Linked DNA regions of Xenopus laevis: region 1 is linked to region 2. Evidence: chromatin contacts called from public Hi-C data. All regions are on one chromosome and are shown on one strand. Each heading gives the region's core, a stretch centred on a gene start, on an enhancer-like site or on the middle of the called end of the contact. The rest is flanking DNA. Distances are from core to core; before and after follow the strand shown. Region 1 holds the start of ltbp4.L (latent-transforming growth factor beta-binding protein 4). Region 2 overlaps ltbp4.L (latent-transforming growth factor beta-binding protein 4).

The links. Hi-C and Micro-C count contacts between places; a contact is called where the count stands out from the background.
Region 1: a contact with region 2 is called in a Hi-C map of the XL177 cell line, with 5 times the contacts expected there. The contact joins the promoter of ltbp4.L here to the enhancer-like site in region 2. A contact is called at or near these places in 3 of 4 Hi-C or Micro-C datasets (the XL177 cell line, the XTC cell line and animal cap).

What each region holds. Positions count from the first base shown.
Region 1 is chr8L:69,469,238-69,475,308 of Xenopus_laevis_v10.1, forward strand. ltbp4.L (latent-transforming growth factor beta-binding protein 4) reads right to left here and starts at 1,802. Exons shown (of 33, transcript XM_041572931.1): 1 at 1,731-1,802; 2 at 1,330-1,627. The coding sequence starts at 1,625.
Region 2 is chr8L:69,389,752-69,396,249 of Xenopus_laevis_v10.1, forward strand. ltbp4.L (latent-transforming growth factor beta-binding protein 4) reads right to left here. Exons shown (of 33, transcript XM_041572931.1): 33 at 3,638-5,212. The coding sequence ends at 5,064. Among protein-coding and RNA genes, the nearest start is that of akt2.L, 12 kb to the left of the region's middle. Within about 2 kb of position 2,925, at least 1 of the 7 cell types and tissues checked has an H3K27ac peak or open chromatin away from gene starts, as enhancers often do.

The sequences.
Region 1 (6,071 bases), core at 552-3,051, 78 kb after region 2:
CAAACTTTATTTTGATGGCAGTGCCCCTTATTTGTTGTTTTTCTAGGGGTAATGCTGCAAGGTTGTCAAAAACTGCTTTTCAACATGCCTGGACCTCTTGGGACAATCATATACTTCCTTTGTGAAATTTGGCCAGCCAGTGTAATTCATTTGGGAAGCATCAAAGCCTTGCTGTAGAGTAGGGATATGGTCCATGCTCTACATATAGATTAATAGAACACAATTTATACCTTTTAAATAGACATATTATGCACCTGATGACAAGGGTGTAATTATAGAGGAAGCAAACCCTGCAGATTGAGGAGGGCAAATATGTAGAGAACCCAGATGGGCACCAATTAATGAGCATTTTCAATAAGTAGTGATAAAATAGGTCAATGTAACAAAATTTCGAGGGAATTCAAAATTAATTTCTTGTGGAGCCCTGTAATATCTAGTTACGCCATTGCTTGTAGATGCAACGCACAAAAGGAGCAGCTCAAGACAGATGGTAATTGCAGGGATAACTTGTGTTTATATACCCCTGAGCTTGCATGGAGCACCATATGTATCAAAGCAGATAGTATTGGCATATTGGTGCTCCATCTGTGTCAGTTGTCCTGGCTCTAGTACCTCTTAATAGCTAGGCAAGTTTTCTAGTTGCCATTACTAGATTAGTTTCAAGTAGCTAAGCACTAAAATAGGCTTTTAAATTGTGTCACTTGGCTTATATTTGTTGTCTTTCATGTAATAGGAACTACAGCTATCAGCATCTTTAGACTAAAAAATGATCACTAACTTACTGAATGATGTATCTAAAGGTACACCACTAGATTTATGAATTTTCATACATTTCAAGCAGATATGGCAAAAGCAAAACTGTTAATAAAATGAAAGTGCTCTGCTGTAAACTTTAGGATAATGATCTGCCCTAAAGGTTCATTGACAGAGCTTTGTTTAATATAGGATCTGATAGCTTTGGTAGCTATGTAGGTTATCTACACTGGGGTACAGACCTTATGCCAAGAGATTTCTGAGTCTCCTTGAGGTGAGCTGTTTTGGTTTTCTGGCAAATAGCAGGGCTGGATATTTAGGAATGGACAGTAAACTACACTGTTTTAGTGCAGAGAGAGAAACTGGACTATTTGCTCCCTCTGATTGCCCTGCTCCATGTGATCGGAGGTGACCGTTGGGTTGCATCAGACCCTAAAGCACCATTGATAAAAAAAGATTATTTTTACATGGTACCCTCTGCTATGGAATTTTTGAATTCCACAAAATCTGTGCTTTGCTGATGCTTTGGTGGTTATGCAGCAGCTCCAAGAAACCCAGGGTATTATGGGTACTTACGATAGAGGCTGCCATCTGAGCGAGGTTTTGCTCTTATCTGAATGAATTTGCACCTTTGGGTCACTGTATTTTAGTTCAGCAGTTGAGACGTCTGTGTTGACCGTACTTCCTGCTGTGCTTATAGCAGGAGTTAGAGTTGGAACCATAGTGAATTGAATAACTACATCAGCCTTCGGGATTCCAGTTTCAGATTTACCAGGGAAAGACTGATGTTGACATCGCGTGCCCCTGAAGCCATTCTTACATACACAAGTCTGCAGTTTACGGCATCCATTTTTGCATTTTTGCATGCACATAACTGCAAAAAGAAAAGCAATGCAAAAAATTACTTGAAAATCAGTTTTATCCATGTACTATGGATTGTCATACAGTCCAAAATGGTTTACAATTACCAATCATACCTCTGGTACACTTCCCTGATTTAGGTGCTGTCCTCGGGGCAGAGCAGCATTTTGATCCACACAGGTTGTCTCTGTAAAACACAACCAAAAATAATATTTTACCAAAGAGGCAAATAAAGAGCATTACAAATAAATCTAATATATTAAGGAATAGTCTAGAACTTCTCTCTCTTCATGTGTAATAAGGCAGGCTCAAAGCCACCCTGAGAGGGCTTTTTTCATCTTCTATCATACTAAACAATTATTCAGCAGTGCTAAAGAAAGGCCTTGTGTTTTTATATAATCATGGGACTCCTTGGTGACATAATATCCTTATACAGGTTTGGGACCTGTTATCCAGAATGCTCAGGGCCTGGAGTTTTCCTGATAACTGATGTTTCCATAATTTGGATCTCAAAAACTGAAAGTCTACTTAAAAATCATTTAAAATTTAATGAAACCTAATAGGATTATTCTGCCTCCATTAAAGAATAATTATATATTAGGTAGGATCAAGTACAAGCTACCATTTTATTATTTTTAAATCACATCAAAAATGTGAGTAAAATGGAGCCTATGGCCTGTCTGTAATTCAGAACTTTCTGGATAACAGGTTTCTGGATAATGGATACCAGACCTGTACTTTGCTATTGGAGGTACATTATTTATTTTTTACTGTTGCTTACCATAGCAGCCAGGCACTTTGGCATCAGTTTGTTTTAGGATGATTTATAGGGAAATCTGAGTATTTGTATTTTTGCCTGTAGGAAGGTTTGGAGGCAGAGGCTTACGGTAACTATAGAGGAAGTAGACCTTGCAGCTGCAGGGGGACCCAGGAGGTATAGGGGGCCCCATGAGGCCCTAATTAATGAGTACATGTAATATATATTGGTAAAACAGGACAACCTCTGGATATTTTGGGGGCCCTAAATTTATTTTGCTGTGGGGCCTAGAAACATCTAGTTTTGCCACTGTCTGGACTAATATATTTTGTTGTGCAGATGATGAGAGTGCATATATCTATTTTATATGTATTATATACTAAGTAAGACATTTTAAAGTAGGATAAGCAGGATCAAGAATGTTTAATATTTCTACACATCAAAGCATAGACAGACAGCACAGTCTTTTACTGGCATTTATTATCACTGTCTCCTTTCTCAAAGTGACAGACTCATCATTCCAACGTCCAGCAAGAAAGGATAAAGGCTTTTTATTTGGAAAAGAAAAAGTCATTCTCTTATCACCCATCTGTGTAATGCATTCATCCACCTACGCTTCTCTCAGTGGTGCAGTAAAAGTGTCTTTGAAAAAAATGCTGAGCAGACTTCCACTCCTCCTAGGCTTTTTTTCTGTGACTTGACCTCTTCTTGTGGCTGGGCTAATTATTCACCAATATAGAAGCATCCACCAGCACCTGTGACTATTTCTTCTTCAGAGATTAGAAATTACAAATGCCTCAAAATGATCCCTACAGCCATGTACTTACTGTGTTGGCAGTACTTGAATTTTGCCCATGAGAGAGATTGACCTACATGCTAGGAACTTTTAAATGCTAAATAAACCAACTATATTACAGTGATGCAGAGGTATAAAGAGGGTGGAACGCATAAAGAAATTATGGGCTATCACTGTGTATTAGCAAATAATTCCACTGAACTGAACACAGTAATAGATCAAATAGCAGAGGAACAGTACAAATCCATAATAATTTGATCGTCTTTACAGCAGGCATAAAATGTGTCTGTCTGGTGTTGATCTGCTGAACATGTACTTTGTCTTCTATCTTATCAACAAAATATTAAAGTATTATTCATATCATTTTGTATCATACATAGGGCAATTCAAAATGGAGAAGCAGCACTAGGATTCTAGGACTCAGATTCTCAGATACTAGGATATAAACAGGTCCTAATGAAACAAGGAATCTCCCACAAGGTAAGGCAATGGCACCACTCACACTATAGACATCAGTTTGGTAGCAAGAGTACTGCACATTAGACAGAGGACTAGTTGAATAGCTGTCTCACTGTCACAGTCTGGAGAGAGACCAAGTCAGTTCCTAAGAACAGGGACCCTATCAAGCTGGTAATTATGAAAATGATGTTGGTAGGACACAGAGGGTACTAAGTATGCCAAGTGTAACTGGAAACGAGTCAAGAGCACACACTGGAACTAGCAACCTGCAACAGGTATGTAAGCAGGATTATATAAAATTGTGTCGCTGAACTACATAACTTCTAAGTGATGTCACATTTAGAAGTAGTTTGCCATAAGCAGTGCTGTTTTTTTTTTTTTTTGGAGAGCAAAGTTCCATGTGGTGGTTTGGAACCATGAGAACCTTGCCTTTCAGTATACGCATTGATTAATGTGTCTGTTTATTGGTTTATTTAGAGGCAAGTAACAGTACAAGTCAAACAGAAAATGTACTTATAAAAAAACTGTTTCTGCAGTCTCTGGTAAAACAGATGACTGACCCTCACTCCTTGCGATCGACATGGGTTTCTCCACCCTAAACAATATAGGCATTCAGCTTCCTATTCTCCGCTGCCGTCCAGAGAGACACCTTCTCATGCACCAGTGCACACAAACTGTCACAGCACCTGCTTCTCTGCAGGCTGCCTCTTTCACAGGCTCCTCTCTGGCCCATTGGCTCTTTTTCAGGCTCCAGTAGCCTCTTACACCATGGTAATGACCAGACCCATGTCTCTCCTCCAGTCACATAAGAGAGCCCATAGGTATGGAAGAACGCCTCTTTTACTGGCAGTAGCAGCGCTAACTTCAGCTGCCACTTTAAGAGGTGATTCACCTTTAGGTTAACTATTTTTTAGGTTTTAATATATTATAGAATGGTCAATTCTAAGCAATTTTTCAACTGACCTTTATTTTTTATAGTTTTTGAATTGTTTGCCGTCTTCTTCTGACTCTTTCCAGCTTTCAAATGAGGGTCACAAAGGTTATGTGAGGCTAAAGATAAATTGTTATTACTACTTTTTATTATTCATCTATTCATCTTTCTACTTAGACCCTCTCCTATTCATATTCCAGTCTCTTATTTAAAGCAATGCATGGTTGCTATGGTAATTGCTGAAAATGCAAACTGAAGAGCTCCTGAATAAAAAGCTAAATAACTCAAAAACCACAAATAATAAAAAATTAGACCAATTGCAAATTGTCTCTGAATATCACTCTCTACGCCATACTAGAAATTAATTTAAAGGTGAACAACCCCTTTAATTACCTTGCTAAGAGGGAAAGTTAACCTTTTTCCTTTAAACACTCTCAGCAGCCCATACCTAAAGCACCTAAAGCAGCCATACATAATGCACATTAAAGCAGACAGGTTTGTTTAGAAACCTCAATGTCACAGTACACATTCATAACACTTAAACTTGCAAAAATTGGATATATACAATGAGTTCCCATAAAAAACTGCTTTGTATTGGTTACTAATGCTTAGCTACTAGAGGCAAGGTATTTATTCCTCACCAGTAACACATTGCTATTCAGATGCTGGGATTGTATTGTTATTCTAATCTTACAATGGTGCAGATTAATGGCAAGGAAGGGTGACCCTTAGTATAATTTAGTACAGAATATGAAATAATTTGACCTCTTCCACATAATCAATAAAATCCCATACTTTTTTGGCATGCCACAACTCCCCTGAAGCCTATTTGTTTAAAAGTAAGTTTTACTTTTTGTACAATAATTAAAATAAACATAGATACTATAAAAACATTTGTACTTTAGTAGGTACTTGTTCCCTGAACTTTGTCTATATTTCAGTTCAGGGAAGCTGCCATGTATATGGGATGATCCAACCCAGCTGTTTGTGCCATTAAAGGAACAGTAACACCAAAAACTGAAAGTGTTTTAAAATAATGAAAATATCATGTAGTGTGGCCCTGCACTGGTAAAACTGATGTGCTTGCTTCAGAAACACTATTATAGTTCATATAAACAAGCTGCTGAGTAGCAATGGCGGAAATTGGAAAAACGGCTATATGGCACAGGATAAATAATGGATAACAGATAGCATTATGTTCTATAGAGCTTATCTGCTATCTGCTGTGTAACTTGAGCCTTTTCTCATTTGAATGGCTGTCCCCATGGCTACACAGCAGCTTATTTATTTAAACAATAGTAGTGTTTCTGAAGCAAACACACCAGTTTTACCAGTGCAGGGCAACACTGCATTATATTTTTATTACTTTAAAACAATTTAATTTTTTGATGTTACTGGTCCTTTAAGTAACGCTGCAGCCAAGCATGGGTTTATTACAGAAGATTTACCTATCAGAGCCCCTGCTTTTTTATATCCTTTCCTGTTCCCGTTACACATGCTTGTAATAAAATGGA
Region 2 (6,498 bases), core at 1,675-4,174:
CTTTCTAGTAATAAAGTCTAATTTCTGAATATAAATATGTATTAAACATGTATTTCAATAAGAGTTTATTGATTTTGTTTGCATGTTACTTTGCCCATTGGTTAGCTTTGTCTTTCTGGATGTTATTAGCATATGACTAAGGAGCGTAATTACTAACATTGCAGTGTTGTTGCTCATAGCAACCAGTTAGATCTTTTGTTTTCTAACTTGTAGGTTACTTTTGAATTGCTGTTGCAATGGTAAATATTACCCATAAGTGCCCATCGAGACATTAAAAACTTAAGTCTTTTTATGTGAGACTCTTTTACATTTTTCTGTGTTGCATTATCTACATGTTCCAGAATGCCAGCCTACTTCTTTTGAAATTTGGTATATATGCTGGGCCAAGATGGTTGGACACCCTAGGCAAGCTGCCTGGCAACCCCACCCCCTGTCATGTGCACATGCTGGCCATAGAACAGTACATGTACACAAATGAACAAGTGCTGTCAAAACTCGGTAGAGGGAGTTAAACAATGAGCAGTCAAGGTCCTGAACCAGGGGTAGGCAACAGAAGAGGCATGTGTCTCACCACCATTGTGCCTGTCCTGTCTACTCCTAGTTCTGGCCCTATGTGCGTCATAAACTGTAATGTCTGGGGCTACAGTATGTGCACTTGGACCTCCACGCCTTGATTGGTGAGTTTTTTTTACCTTGATTCCTGGATTTTTCTGTTAATTGGAATACCAAAAGCTGCTTGAAAAGCAAGCTGAACATTATGAAATGCCCTGCATAGTCCACTGTCTTAAATGTCATTAAACCTCCATAGGTAGGTCCTAAGCATTCAAGAAGGCCCAATAGTATCTCGGATTACTAATCTGCAAGGAAGAGTGGGCAAAAATCCCTGAAATGAGGAAAGGCTCTTAGGTGGATACAAAAGCCGTTTACAAGATGTGATCTGTTCTGAAAGGGGTTATTGATTAATTATTAATTAAATTCTGATTTACTAGGGTCTCCAAACATTTGCACATGCCACAGTTACTATTTTCTTAGTGCTTATGTTTGTGACATGAAATGTAACCGTACGGTAACAGTTGCAAATATGTTTTTTTGGATTCTTGTAGTAGTTGTTTACTTCTCACATACAAAGTTAACTAAATATTTCATTTGGCAAGGTGTCCAAACTTTTGCTTTCAACTATACATGTGGTATTAGAATATATATATTTGGAATATGCAGACAAATAAACATGATATCTTTCCCTTGGGATATTTGTTTTCTTTGTCTTAAATTAGCTTGCCAGAAAAAGGACAATTTTTATTAAAAATATGTGTTTCTTAGTGGGCTGAAGTGAAAAAGAAGCTGGAATGATTTAGAAATGATCATATTTGCCTTGGATGTCAGTTCCTTGGCCTTTCTGTAATAAATTTGACCCTCTAATAAAAGTGACTCTCTATATGAGAGCTAGAGCAGTGAGGAATTATTACATGGTTTAATTTGTGTAGTTTTGTGTAGGTATGGGTCTAAAGGATGAGGACATTTGCTGCACGGTACGCATCTACTCCTCATAACAGTCAACACCTTCCCTTTGTTCTTTTTTATTTTAATGAGCATTTATTTATATATACCTAATATCCTTCTAATAAATCATAAAGGAATGAGATTCTTCACAAGACAATGTTACTGATGGATATTGCAGGGAGTATTTTCCAAGCAGCCTTAGCTGCCAGTTAGCATTATTTTCTATGTGTGCTCCATGGCTCTGTTGGGTTAAATCATATGTTTATTTATTTTTTAACTTTTAGCCCTTAAAAATAGCAGAATTTTTCAAGAAACCAGGGTGCCTGATACATGCATATGCATTTACTAGCTGTAACAATACCTGCTGGTCTAGTGGGGAGGAGGGGACTTCTGTGTTCTTCTTCCTAGTCGCACATGCTCTCTTCATTATGATGTGCCTCATCTTCCTTTTATTTGGTGTGCTTTGTCTGACGTCATTGCACGTGGTGCAAAATTCAAATATTTTAAGGCGCTTTGTCCATTCTATTCTAAATAGTTCCTGGGTGTGATTTACTGTTCCTTGACCCTTGTCTGTCCTTGAAAACTCCTGTCTGCTGCCTGAACTGACCATTGCCTGTTTACAGTTTGCCTCAAGAGGAAACTTCTAGCGATTTTGGGAGGAACTATTCTATTCTAGATAGTTCCTGGGTGTGATATACTGTTCCTTGACCCTTGTCTGTCCTTGAAAACTCCTGTCTGCTGCCTGAACTGACCATTGCCTCTTTACAGTTTGCCTCAAGAAGAAACTTCTAGCGATTTTGAGAGACTGAAGCGACACATGGGTTTTACCACCAGCGATTCACATTATTGCCTATGGGAAAGTTTTTACAGAATATTAGTCTCTTGCAGAAGCAGAGATGTATTGGTGGCAATTAATTTCTTGGTGTGCCATTGCCATAAAAAGTCCTTAATTGCCAAAACTATTTTTCAAACTGCCCATAAAGTCACCCACAAGCTAAAAAACAAAAGCAAACATCTGATGAGCTATGAGCTGGTGAAGCATGTCTCCAGTGTTAATAAATACGTCCCTAAAAGAGCCAAGTATTAGCTTGGAGGAATGAAGACCTGATGTATCATAGATTATAAAAAGGGTTCAGGGGGATAACATATTTTAGATGAAGCAGAATAAGAGAACAGGAGGTCATCCTGCCTAAGCCCTCAAGTGAGAAGGTGATTTTATTTCATTTACATTTCAACAGAATCAGTAAAAGCTAGTTCTTCTCTGAAACTCTGCTTGTGTGCACTATGTTTGTAAAATCTGAAATCTCTGCCTACTTTTTTCCCCCCTGATAGTCAACATAATAATGACTTTAAACCTGCCCTCTGTCACCTCTCTTTCACACACAAAGAATGAGCAAGAGTCAACATTTGCACAATATCCTAATGAGGTGGAAATACCCCACCTGTTTGGGTGCGTAGTGTAAGTGCTCTGTGTTTACTAGGAACTAGTGCTCTGGTCCCACCAATGAACAACAGCAGAAAATAGCAGGTGCTTTCCTGTTTTCACTCTCCAGCTGTTTACACTAAGCAAAACGGCAGTAGACTAGGAAACCTTTCCAAAGCATATATAAGCATATGCTGTCAGAGATGCTTGTGGAATAGATGACAACATCTTAGCTCTGCCATGGCCTTTTCTGAATACACAAAAATAGATTTTTATATTTTTATATAATCTTTTTCCATGGGTTATCTACAAGGGGCAATATATATTTTTTTTCTCTAAGAGCAAAAACAAGAAAAGAACTCAATAGAGCTGGTAGGCCACTGCACTCTCACAGTTAAATAAAGATGTAAAGATAATTATAATAAGGTAATGAATATGGGATGCATTCTATTACATTTCTATCCTTTGTATAAAACCACCTGATCTTGAATAGCCATGCCGCCGTGGTCACTTATTATTCCATACTGTATAAGAGATCAAGTAAGAGAATCCAGTAGTATAAAAAAAAAACCTTTGTGTTGACTCATTCAACCAGACTGTAGCTTAATTTGCTCCATGATTTATACTGTATAGCTCCTGTCATTGTTACTTTTACATTTACCCTTTATTCCGCTTATTTGCATAAATGTCACACACAGGTTATTTAATATATAGAATCATTTTTATTCCATTTTGTTTGTTACCTCAAAATGTCTATAAAATGGAAGTGTACAAAGATATACTTTTGCAGGTGAGAAAGAGTTGTCAGTCTTTTACAGAGGAAATGTGGTTATCCTTTTCAAAAGCATAAGAAAGGCATAGTAACTATGAATGCTTGGGACGCGTGGGCATTGGTTAGTTTCCAATTTGGAATGAGTGGTTCCTATTGGCTAGCACTAGTGAATCATAAGGTCTCAAAGATATTCCTGCAGGAAATTTCATTTTCATAAAACAACTTAATCTTGAATGCTCAATAATGTGCATGAGAAGTGGCATATACAAAAGTTATGAAGGCTAGTTATAATCAAGCCTGTCCTGTTACATATTTAATGGAATTAAGTGAATGTATCTTGTGTATAGGTACAATTTATTATAAAGTCAGGGGTATGTCTGCAGCCTGCTACTGGTAAACTACAGCTGGAGGCAACCCTGTCAAAAAGATTGTATGTTGTATATTTGGGCGTATATAATATTTGCTGCAAACCACATTTGGTGGGCAGAATTATTCATCTAAATTATGTTCCTGCTATTTAGAATTTACAGTATAATATTTGGTGCCTGAGGCACAGGTAGATAACGTGTCTCAGTCAAGGTCCTTACAAGAATAACTTCCCTGCTCTGGAGGGCATGGCTGTTGATATAAGATGTCAGAAAATCACACTTTTGTTTCAGGTTGCTATTTGTAGATTAGAATATCAAAAACATCATGGGCCAGTGTGGGAGATAACTGATTTTGGTTGCAGTGGCTTTTTGAATTCATGGTTCTGTTGAGCAAAAATCAGCAAACATATTTTAACTGTTAAAGATAAATGTTAACATACTGCTATTCCTGATCATTTATTTAAAAGGATAGGGATTCAGGAAAAACACAGGCTGGACATAAATGCTGGAAGTTCAGAAGGACATTGCACTGCATGAACCTTGCACACATATCAGTAATATTTTATTTAGACTGCTATATGTCATTAATATAATATATCTTCAACCAGGCTAAGCCACACATTGATGGCTGTTTGGTATTCACTTGAATATGTTACCTATAGACTATGTGACAGGTTCAGTAAGCTAAATCAGTGCAGTTTTTACTTTCCGTCAAACAAATACCATTTAATAATCGACAAATGTCCCTTTTATATCCAAGGCCGATTTTAACACATAGTATAAGATAAAGGGTTTAGGGTTATCAGACACTCCTCCATTGCCCACAACTTATTTCTCCTGAGTAGGCCATAAAACCTTTGCAACTATATACATAAAAATAAATATATTGCCTCCTCTTGCCAGGTTCTTGTCGATCTGTGGCCCATGTGATAAAGTAGGCATCAGAAAGGCATGGTAGAAAGTCTTTGGTTCCTTGAAGAGTGGATCATGTCTGCAGTGCTCACTGCTGGATGGGGAGACAGTAGTTGTGATGGCGGGAGAGGACATAGCCTCGGGGACAAACACATTCATAGGATCCATCTGTGTTACGGCATTGACCATTTAGGCACAAGATGGATAGATCCTCTGCTTCATCACACTCATTGATGTCTATAACAATATCAGTAAAGGAAAGATTATTATTCCCTAGTCACTTATTAATTTATTTCTTATTGCTGCTAGAACATGGTTTATATTCCTACTAATTATATTTTTACAGTAAAACACACATATTTAGATTGTAGCTATTTTATATTTAGGATACAAGATCATTTTTTTCTGTTCCTATCATTACTTTTCTTATTACACGCTAATGCTCAAACTTTAGATCTAACATTTTAACCTGAAGGTAATATTTCTTATCTTAATTTAAAACTATGATACATGAGGTTTGTGAAAGTTCTAATTCATCCATGTCATGGTATATCTATAGAAATAAGTCAAATCAACTGGACTTGCTGTGTTTTTTTCTCTTGAAGACGTTTCACCAGCCATCCAAATTCTCAGAGGATATAAAGCGAAGCAAGATCTTATTTACACGTTATTCTGAATTGAGAAAGCAAGTTGGATGACTGGTGAAACGTCTTCGAGAGAAAAAAAAAACAAAGCAAGTCCAGTTGATTTGACTTATTTCTATAGATATGATACATGACCCATCTCATGCAGTACTCGGCGGCCGTCCAGCAGCCTAGTATATTGTGGCACAACATGTCAACTCTTTTTCTATTGCATTTTGCAGTATTATTTTACTGTCCAGCTGTAACACCTTTTTGAAAACATTTTGTTTAAAGTTATTTCCAAATTCAAACAAGCATTCTGTCTTTTTCTGGGTGATGTTACCTCATCAGAGCAAACATCGCTCCCTGTACCAGTGTGAGTTACTGAGCATTTACAAGAAGCTGAAGTATAATCAGCCCTACTTAGACATGGGTTACACTGTCCCTTTAACAATTGAATGTGAGGATCAACTGCTCTGCACTCTTTGACCTCATCTTTCAGCTTGCCCTTGAACCTTCGCAGACCCTGTTTTATTCATCCTTCCCTCTACATGTGCAGGAATTGTGCCTTTATGCAGCATACTTGCATAGGAATAAAAGCATTATTTGAGGTAAAAAAAAAGCCAATGCAGCATATGTGATGTAAGTGAAGCATGTAGTACACCCATTCATACCCATTTTCCCATTGAAATGTTGTGCTATGATGGATTAGTAACATTTACTAGATCCGAAGGAGAAAATAATGGACCTAGTGCAAATCTAGGGTCTAGGCACCCTAGCTTTTAATTGACTAGACTCTTGATATCACTGATTATAACTTAACTATCTTAGATATAGGGAATAATTTACTCCCTTCCAAAGAGTTATATGACTATATATCTCTCTCTTGTGAACTGGTAA